Linked DNA regions of Hordeum vulgare: region 1 is linked to region 2. A link is a contact called in public Hi-C data. All regions are on one chromosome and are shown on one strand. Each heading gives the region's core, a stretch centred on a gene start, on an enhancer-like site or on the middle of the called end of the contact. The rest is flanking DNA. Distances are from core to core; before and after follow the strand shown.

What was found. A called contact is a pair of places that touch in the nucleus more often than the background predicts.
Region 1: a contact with region 2 is called in a Hi-C map of leaf, with 4 times the contacts expected there. The contact joins the promoter of LOC123427098 here to the promoter of LOC123427096 in region 2. A contact is called at or near these places in 4 of 6 Hi-C or Micro-C datasets (leaf and seedling) and 1 of 1 datasets of contacts at active chromatin or transcription factors (embryo).

Annotation. Positions count from the first base shown.
Region 1 is chr2H:539,665,076-539,669,249 of MorexV3_pseudomolecules_assembly, forward strand. It overlaps LOC123427098 (probable serine incorporator), which reads right to left and starts at 1,539. Exons shown (of 6, transcript XM_045111054.1): 1 at 1,254-1,539. The coding sequence starts at 1,437.
Region 2 is chr2H:539,269,853-539,273,965 of MorexV3_pseudomolecules_assembly, forward strand. LOC123427096 (eIF-2-alpha kinase GCN2) reads right to left here and starts at 1,935. Exons shown (of 31, transcript XR_006622364.1): 1 at 1,760-1,935; 2 at 972-1,043; 3 at 822-881; 4 at 643-748.

The DNA of each region.
Region 1 (4,174 bases), core at 289-2,788, 390 kb after region 2:
TGAATGGCTACAAGATCGTAATCATGCCGAAGTGCTTTTGAGTACGGATCTAATGGTGTCTATTCTGTGTAACGTAAGTGACATATTATTTGACTAACTGATGGTCAAAGCACAAATTTATACAGCAAAACTATGCCTAATTTTTGGAGTCGGAGGGAGTACATAACTGTATAACGGGAGGATTACCATATGCGCGTAGAAACACGAATTCTCGGCAGTGGATACAAGACTGCAAGATGGTGTTTACCGGTATTACATACACATAATACAAATCCTAGGCAATCTAAAGTTCTCTAAATCATCTGGAAACACTTTAAAAATTTGTAAATCAACTATGATCTTCACATTGTAGTGAACAGGACCATTACTACATTTTCCTACTACAATCATTCTTCAACAAATTGCTATATGGCTATCCATCTAAGCCTAAGAGTCCGTGGCATAAACATAAGCATAAACACAGGCACAGTGAATAATGAACTAGAAACATGACAGTGTTTGGCTTTCTCCTGTCCACGAAAACACCAATAATTTCTTCAATGTTAACTATAAAATCATCTACAAATGGGCACGTTTCTTCGTTTGGAAACAAGAGAAAAACATCATATGCTATTGAACTAGAAACATGTATGATTATTTCTGCCAATGCTCAGGACTGAAAGTGAAAACCTTGTATATAATTTAACCCCAATAGCATATATAAGTGGGCCCTTTTCTTTATCTAACAACGACGAAAACCATGCACTAGTTAACAGTTATGAACTTACTATGTAGAAGTGAATAGAGTACCAAGAACTACCAAACACAACTTTGACATGCCAACTTTCATCCTTCTTCATTAAAACAATAATTAAAAAAGCACTATCATCGCCATACTGTGCCACAGTTTACACAAGGAGTAACTTTATTTTCTAATTCTATGCTATTCTGCAAGCAGGGACAGTACCACTCTTAAGTACTGTATTAACTAAATAGACATCGATATCCCAAAATTTCCTCTAATTTGGTATACCGTTCACATATGTGCGTGACTGCGTGCTGAGGAACGCAAAATGGATAAATCAGAGCACTAATTCGTAGGTATCCCAAAATCCCACAGATCATCACCACTAAGCTACCAAACCCTCAAAAATTTCGTCACGATCTCGCAACAGATGTTGCAACTACCGAGTGTCAGAGATATACCAGGGTACTAATCGCAACAAGGGCGGTCTCATCAGCGATTGAAAGAACGAAAAATAAGGAAATCATACATGGGATGTGCTGGAGGAGGGGCGCCGCGAACTGGCGGAGGAGGAAGGAGAGGATAAGGGAGGCCGCGAAAAGGCCGCAGTACGCGAGGCGGGCTGAACGGCGGGTGACGGACGCCGCCGCCGACGAGCAGAGGTTGCAGGCGCAGCCCGCGCAGGCGGACGCCAGGCACGACGCGCACCACATCTCCCTTTCTCCTTTTGTTCGTTCTGTGAAAAGAGTTCCCCTCTTGCTAACAGTGTGCCGGCTGACCGCTCTCCCCTTCCCTTTTCCTGTGAAGTGTGCGTAGCTATGGTTAACACATGTTTTGGTTAGGCTTATAAGCAAGGTATTCTGTCGAAGGTGCTTATCAGAAAATTCCACCTCACGGGCAGCAGAGACGTGCTTCTTTGGTTTTTCCTGCCGCCTCCTTAGGCCTTGTTCGATTGACAGGGATTTAGGAGGGGTTTGATTGGTATTGAAATGGATATAATCCCTTAGAGCAACTTTAACGGGTCGATTCAAACGGACGGCGATTTTGTCCGTTTGGGCTGGCTGTCCGTCCGGCGTCCGTCCTGTTTTAGATTTGGATCGGCACTGTGTCCAACGCGTCGACTCATATGTGTCGGCGTGGCCGCCCTATTTCAACAAATAGCTCATTTTTGAATTCAAACATATAGTTAAATAAAAAATAACATAGTTTCAACCGAACAAAATAGCATAGTTTTACAAGCCGAATAAAGAAGATACATCTATTGGTTGACAACATGAGCCCACATATGCTCAAACAAATCATTTTGCAGTTGCACGTGAGTTTCCCAATCACGCATGTCATGATGAAACACATATGCTCAAACAAATCATTTTGCAGTTGCACGTGAGTTTCCCAATCACGCGTGTCATGATGAAACTGGGTGAACTGTTCAAACTTTGCCGCTCCGCCATGCTCAGGCACAACATTCTCACCGTGAAACTGAAACCCTTGATCGTACAGACGTTCCGGACGCTCATCTTCTACGATCATATTTTGCATGATCACACAAGCAGTCATCACCTCCCATAGTTTCCGCGTGCTCCAGGCATTAGCAGGATACCGAACGATGCCCCATCGAGATTGCAAAACACCAAAGGCACGCTCGACATCCTTCCTAGCACTCTCTTGCTCTTGGGCAAATCTTTTCATCTTCCCTCCGACAGGATCGGGGATTATCTTGACAATAGCGGTCCACAAAGGATAGATATCGTCACCCGAGTAGTATCCTTTGTCGTAGTTGTGGTCGTTGATAGTAAAGTTCACCGGTGGGCTGTTGCCTTCGGCAAGCCTAGCAAACACCGAAGAGCGCTGAAGCACGTTCATATCATTGTGTAATCCGGCCATGTCAAAGAAAGAGTGCCAGATCCAGGGATCTTGAGACGCCACGGCCTTTAGTATGACACTGCAAGCCCTGACATGGCCCTTATACTGCCTTTGCCAAGCAGAAGGGCAGTTCTTCCACTCCCAGTGCATGCAGTCTATGCTGCCAAGCATCCCTGGGAAGCCCTGTTGGCATTCATTGCCAACAAACGGGTTGTATCTTCACGAGTCAGCTCTCTCAAGTACTCAGGGCCAAACACAGCAATAACAGCCTTACAGAACTTATACAGGGACTCTAGGCATGTAGACTCGCTCATACGGACATACTCGTCAATTAGATCACGGGGCACTCCGTATGCAAGCATTCAAATGGCGGCAGTGCATTTCTGATAAGTGGAGAAATCAATCTTTCCAACGACATCCTCTTTGCACTCGAAATAGTCATTGTAGCCGACTACCCCCTCTCTAATACGGTTGAAAAGATGCCTACTCATATGGAACAACTTGTGGGCGTCGACGAAGGAGACGACCGGTGAAGGGAGTGGTCGGCGTCCGACGAGCGTGCTGGTGAAGGGAGTGGCCGGGGCGGCGAGGCGGCTTCTTGGTCACGGTCGCGACTGGCAGCTGGCAGAGTCATCGAAAAAATGGGCAGCAGCGTCGGCGACGAAGGGGGCGAGGGTTGTCGTTGGATGTGGGGAGAAGAAGGCGAGCGCGCGCGTGTCTGTCTCGTGTCCGCGCCGACGCAAATTCGGCTCAAAAATGGGCCAGGAATGGGTCGCCCGCGGATGAAAAGCGGGCGCGTGTCCATTTGGGTCGGCGCGTTGGGCCGACTTTTGTGTCCACGCCGACCCAAACGGACGCTAGCGGACGAAATGGGTCGGCCCGTTGGAGTTTCTCTTACAAGTCAAAATGCACCTCAATCCCCTCCAATCCTCTTGAGAAGAGGTGTAACCGAACAAGGCCTTAGGCTTCGTTTGGTTACGCCATAAACCATGTGGTTTACCCGGGATCGTGGCCCAATCCACGTGGGCCGCTTAGGGCGGAAAATATTACACGTGGATCACACTTTGATTGTTTGGTTTGGCACATGGCATGGAAAATACCGGTCCAATCCACTTCATTCCACGGAGAAGAATCTACTCGGACGCAAGACATACAAGTATGTTTTTATTTAACGGGGGATTGAGATTAGAGGAACCAAATGAGAATGTAGACAGGGGATCTGGGGTGGACAGGGATCTGAGGGATCTGGTGACGGGAGGGGGTCAACCCAATCCCCTAGAACTTTTGTTCCACCACGAGATTTGTGCCCCTTGAACCAAACAAGGCCTTACAAATCTGCCCCTCCAGTTGCAAGGTAATTACCTGTTGGGAAACGTCGCATGGGAAACAAAAATTTTCCTACGCGCACGAAGACCTATCATGGTGATGTCCATCTACGAGAGGAGATTTGGATCTACGTACCCTTGTAGATCGCATAGCAGGAAGTGTTAAGAAACGCGGTTGATTTAGTGGAACGTCCTCACGTCCCTCAATCCGCCCCGCGAACCGTCCCACGATCCGCTCCGATCTAGTGCCGAACGGACGGCA
Region 2 (4,113 bases), core at 685-3,184:
TGAACACAAGCAACTAACAACAGCATGCTCATGCAAAGTCTGCGCTCTCTCATTATTTTGCAGCACCAAAGTTCCAGTACTAACAACGGTTCAATGAAAATGATATTTAGAAGCAAACCAAATAACAATACGAGCGTAAGCCCATAAAACCATAGAACTTGAGCGAGGCTTCTTATATTCACTTACTGTTAAGGGCCATGTCTCTGTTATAGTCTCTATTTTTCGCTGTCAAGGCTCATAGCGCTAGTAAGTATGTGCTCAGTTAGTTGTGTTATTTATTTGCCGTTAGAGTCATGTGTCCATTGTACCGCATCAAATTAAGTTGTCTCCCTCAGAAGTTAAAGGGGCAATTGGTGATAAGTGGTGTGTTTGTCTACATTCAGCTAAGAAACCCCACAGCGAATGACTACACCATGTAAATCGCCCACACCAAAAATCCTAAGGAAACTATAAACATACCCTATCCATCTTTTTTTTAACAAGGCCTTATCTCCTGAGCTGGTCCTTGCCATAAAACTAATTCCGAACTTTAAATTGGCCATGATATATTTTGATCCGCTCCAACGTGTGGGCACTCAACTGTTCTCAATCAAAGGATTCAACCAAAAGTAATAGGTAATAATTCAGATGAACTCAAAATACCTGGTCAGAAAGAAGGGAAAGTAACCGATCAGCATCTTCTTTAGACAAGTTTTTCTCGGGTATGATTCGCAACTTTGGGCACTTGTGGGGGTAACCAGCAAAGCAACTGTATTATAATCAAAAGACAGATGTCATCAAGTGCAAAACACACAAAACGTCTCTTAAACAAAAAGACTTACATTACATCAAGAATAGCCGAAACATTTAAATCTCCAAAGCCCATGCCGTCAGAGTAAGGCCTGTATGTTATTCATTGATGTAGAAACTTTAGATGGTCAAATACATAGTGATACATTTAGAAGTATGTTTGGGGTCACATAAGACAATACCTGATACATATGCTAAATCGGGTGTTAGGTGATTGTGAAGTTATTTTGAAGTCCTCAAGAAAAATTGCAGCCCTGATTGATATACCAAAAGGTGGCATTAGGATCAGATAACCAAAACAACATAACAATTAGGGAGGGACTAGATTTTTTCAGTGCTCTTGACGACAACTTGCAGAGTAAGTCAATTATAACTTGTCAGTATTCAGTCCACCCTGAAATTCTGTATCGAACAGTTGGATAATGCTCCACATTCCATAATTCAAATCTAATGATCACAAAGCAACCAGAGAACAATAAAGCTAGAACAAGTACCAAAAGTACGCTATAACAAACAGAGATGGCGATCGACAAAAAATTAGGCACCTGCAGACTCAGGACCACCCACCATGGAGTCATCAGGAACAGAGCAATAAAATGGTACTTTACAATCTATATACTTGGCACGTAAACATATACAATGAGCAAATATTCTACAGGAACCCAAGCTTTGTAGTCTCCAAAACACTGGCATATTAGACAACGTAAGATCATCAGAGCGTGTAACCCATCTGTGACTGTCAGTACAGCAATCCAGTTCCAAAAACAAAAGGTAATGCTACCTCCAGCATCTCATATATAGGGGACACAGGCAGGGGTTAACTCGATATGTGCACCACATGCTATCGAACTAGCATTCAAGCAGAGATAGCTGAACAACACTGGGTTCGCAGATTGCCGAAAACATGAAAAGCCGAACAGGGGCGCAGCACGAAATCGGCGGGGTTGGGGCTGGTGCAATGGGGGCTTACAGCGCCGTGAGCTCGTCCGTGAGCGCGGTCTGGTCGCCCTCGAGCTGCGCGGCGTGGTCCTTGGCCGCCTTGCGCCCAGCGCCGCCCTTCTTCTTCTTCCTCCTCGCGCTGTGCCCCATCGGAGCGGAGCGCGCGCGGGAGGCAGCGCCGGACAAGAGGGGGTGGCTGCAGCGGCGGCGGCGATTTGGTGCCTCGGGGAGACGGGGTTGATCGGATTGGATGTTCCGGGTGCGGGAGGGATGATCTGACGAGGAGGGGATCTGCGTTTGGGTTTCTCTGACTCGAGTCCGGGGAGGAGGTTTTGACGTGGAATGGAGCGATGGAGTGGAAGGGGCTGCGCGCGTCGTGACCGGGGTCCAGACTGTTTATCTCGATGCAGTCAGCGCAGAGGCGGCGAGACCTTTGCGACTAGCTTCGGTTCCCTTCCCCTGCTCTGCTCTAGCCGCCACCCAGTGTCTCACTGTCTCCTCCACACCGCCGCCACCCCCTCCTCTCTCTCTCTCCGTCAGCAGATAGACGAGTGGGATCCACCCTTTTCGTTCTGTTATTCAGCGAACGTTCGCTGGGACATTGCAAAACCAACGTTCTCCGTCGCAATTTATGTGTCAGAAATATGGCAATTCCTTCAGAGGGACATGGCAATTTGAATAGCAAATCCATTGTTTGCCAGAATTTGCCATATGTTTCCCAAGAAATCGGGCCATGTGTGCTTGAAGAATTTGCCATAAAATATGTTTGCAAATGTCATTTCTCCAACCAACATTCGCCGGCTAAAAGGACCTTCGTTAATAATAACTTCCATTAATTTCAGTCTTAATAGGTTTTTTTTGTACATTTTTTGATTTTATAGTGGCATCGGTGAGGTGGCTACAATAATAACGTGTTGAAATAAGGTGTCTTCAATTTCGATGAAAAGTTTGTGTGTTAGATATTATCAAATTTGTTTTGTTGACATGTAGCAAGAGTTCAAGGCAAACACACGCAACACTCAACACTATCATATAGTAGTACTACACTGATACGCAAACTCAAACCATTCATGAGAATATCGGGCTCTATTGACATGAAATCAAATCATAGTGCTCTCTCCCTCCTTCTCTTCGATTTATGGTGTAGCAAACAGATTTCTTTAAAAATGAAAATTTTAACAGACCCCTCGCTTAATTATGCATGCGCATGACAAGTTCTTTGTCAAGGTTCTGCTTCCTTGAAAATATGAACTACTAGTAAGATAAACTATTTCATCACTAAAGAAGGAACAAGCTCTCAAAACAAAGACGACGAGCTCTACCAAATATCAAAAGCACACGATTCAAGTAAGATGAGATAATTGCAAGGCACTGCCACACTTGGACACGTCGTGACGGATAGGTACCACTAGTCAAAAGTTTTGCACGTCAGTACCACTTCACAGACTAATTGTTGCGAAACGGGCTGACAAGCGTATAAACGTGTATTGATCACGTATCTGACACACCTGACCCGCATGTCAAGCGACACCGTGGCGTACACGACCGCGACGCGGACCGAAACGGCTCCGTCGCTCGCTCTAACTGACTCAGGCCCCGTCGACCAAGCCAGTCGCCTCCTTTCTCCCCCTTCTCCTCGCACTCCCTCGCCTTTGCCCCTCTCGCCGTCGATCATCGTCCGCCGCCACCATTGCCGCCGCGCCATGGTTTATGAGGATGAAAGTAGCAACGACATGTCCATCCTGGACATCAGCTCTTCCTCCGACGGCATGTAGTATCGGGTCAGTTGTACAGCTAGGGTTAGGGCTAGGGTTTCTGTTTCTTGAATTGGGAGATTTGTCTCTGATTTTTGGTTTGTTCTTTAGATCCCTGCTAGCATCGAAGACGAAGACTACATGGGCATCGAGATTTCGGCCCTGGATGTTTGCTCGGAGCATCGGTTGTCGCATGAGTGTCGCCTAGCATTTGAAGGATTTGAGACATGCATGAGGTTTTTAGTGTCTCCTCAACTGGTAAGAATTCGTGTGATATATTTTGTATTTACATTTTTCACTGTAGGATCTGTATTGGGGCTGCTATGTTTTTGGTGATGCTTACTTTAGGCTCTAGAATGCTTAGTTCATGCTGATGGTCATTGTTTATTACAAATGGGCATCAATCATTGTTTGTACTACTAAAGATGGACACTTTTTGGTCATTTAGTAGTGATAATGGTCATTCTTATTTCCTGTGTAGTACTACTAAAGATGGAGCTGTTGAAAATATGCCCTAGAGATAATAATAAAATGGTTATTATTATATTTCCTTGTTCATGATAATTGTCTATTGTTCATGCTATAATTGTATTAACCGGAAATTGTAATACATGTGTGAATACATAGACCA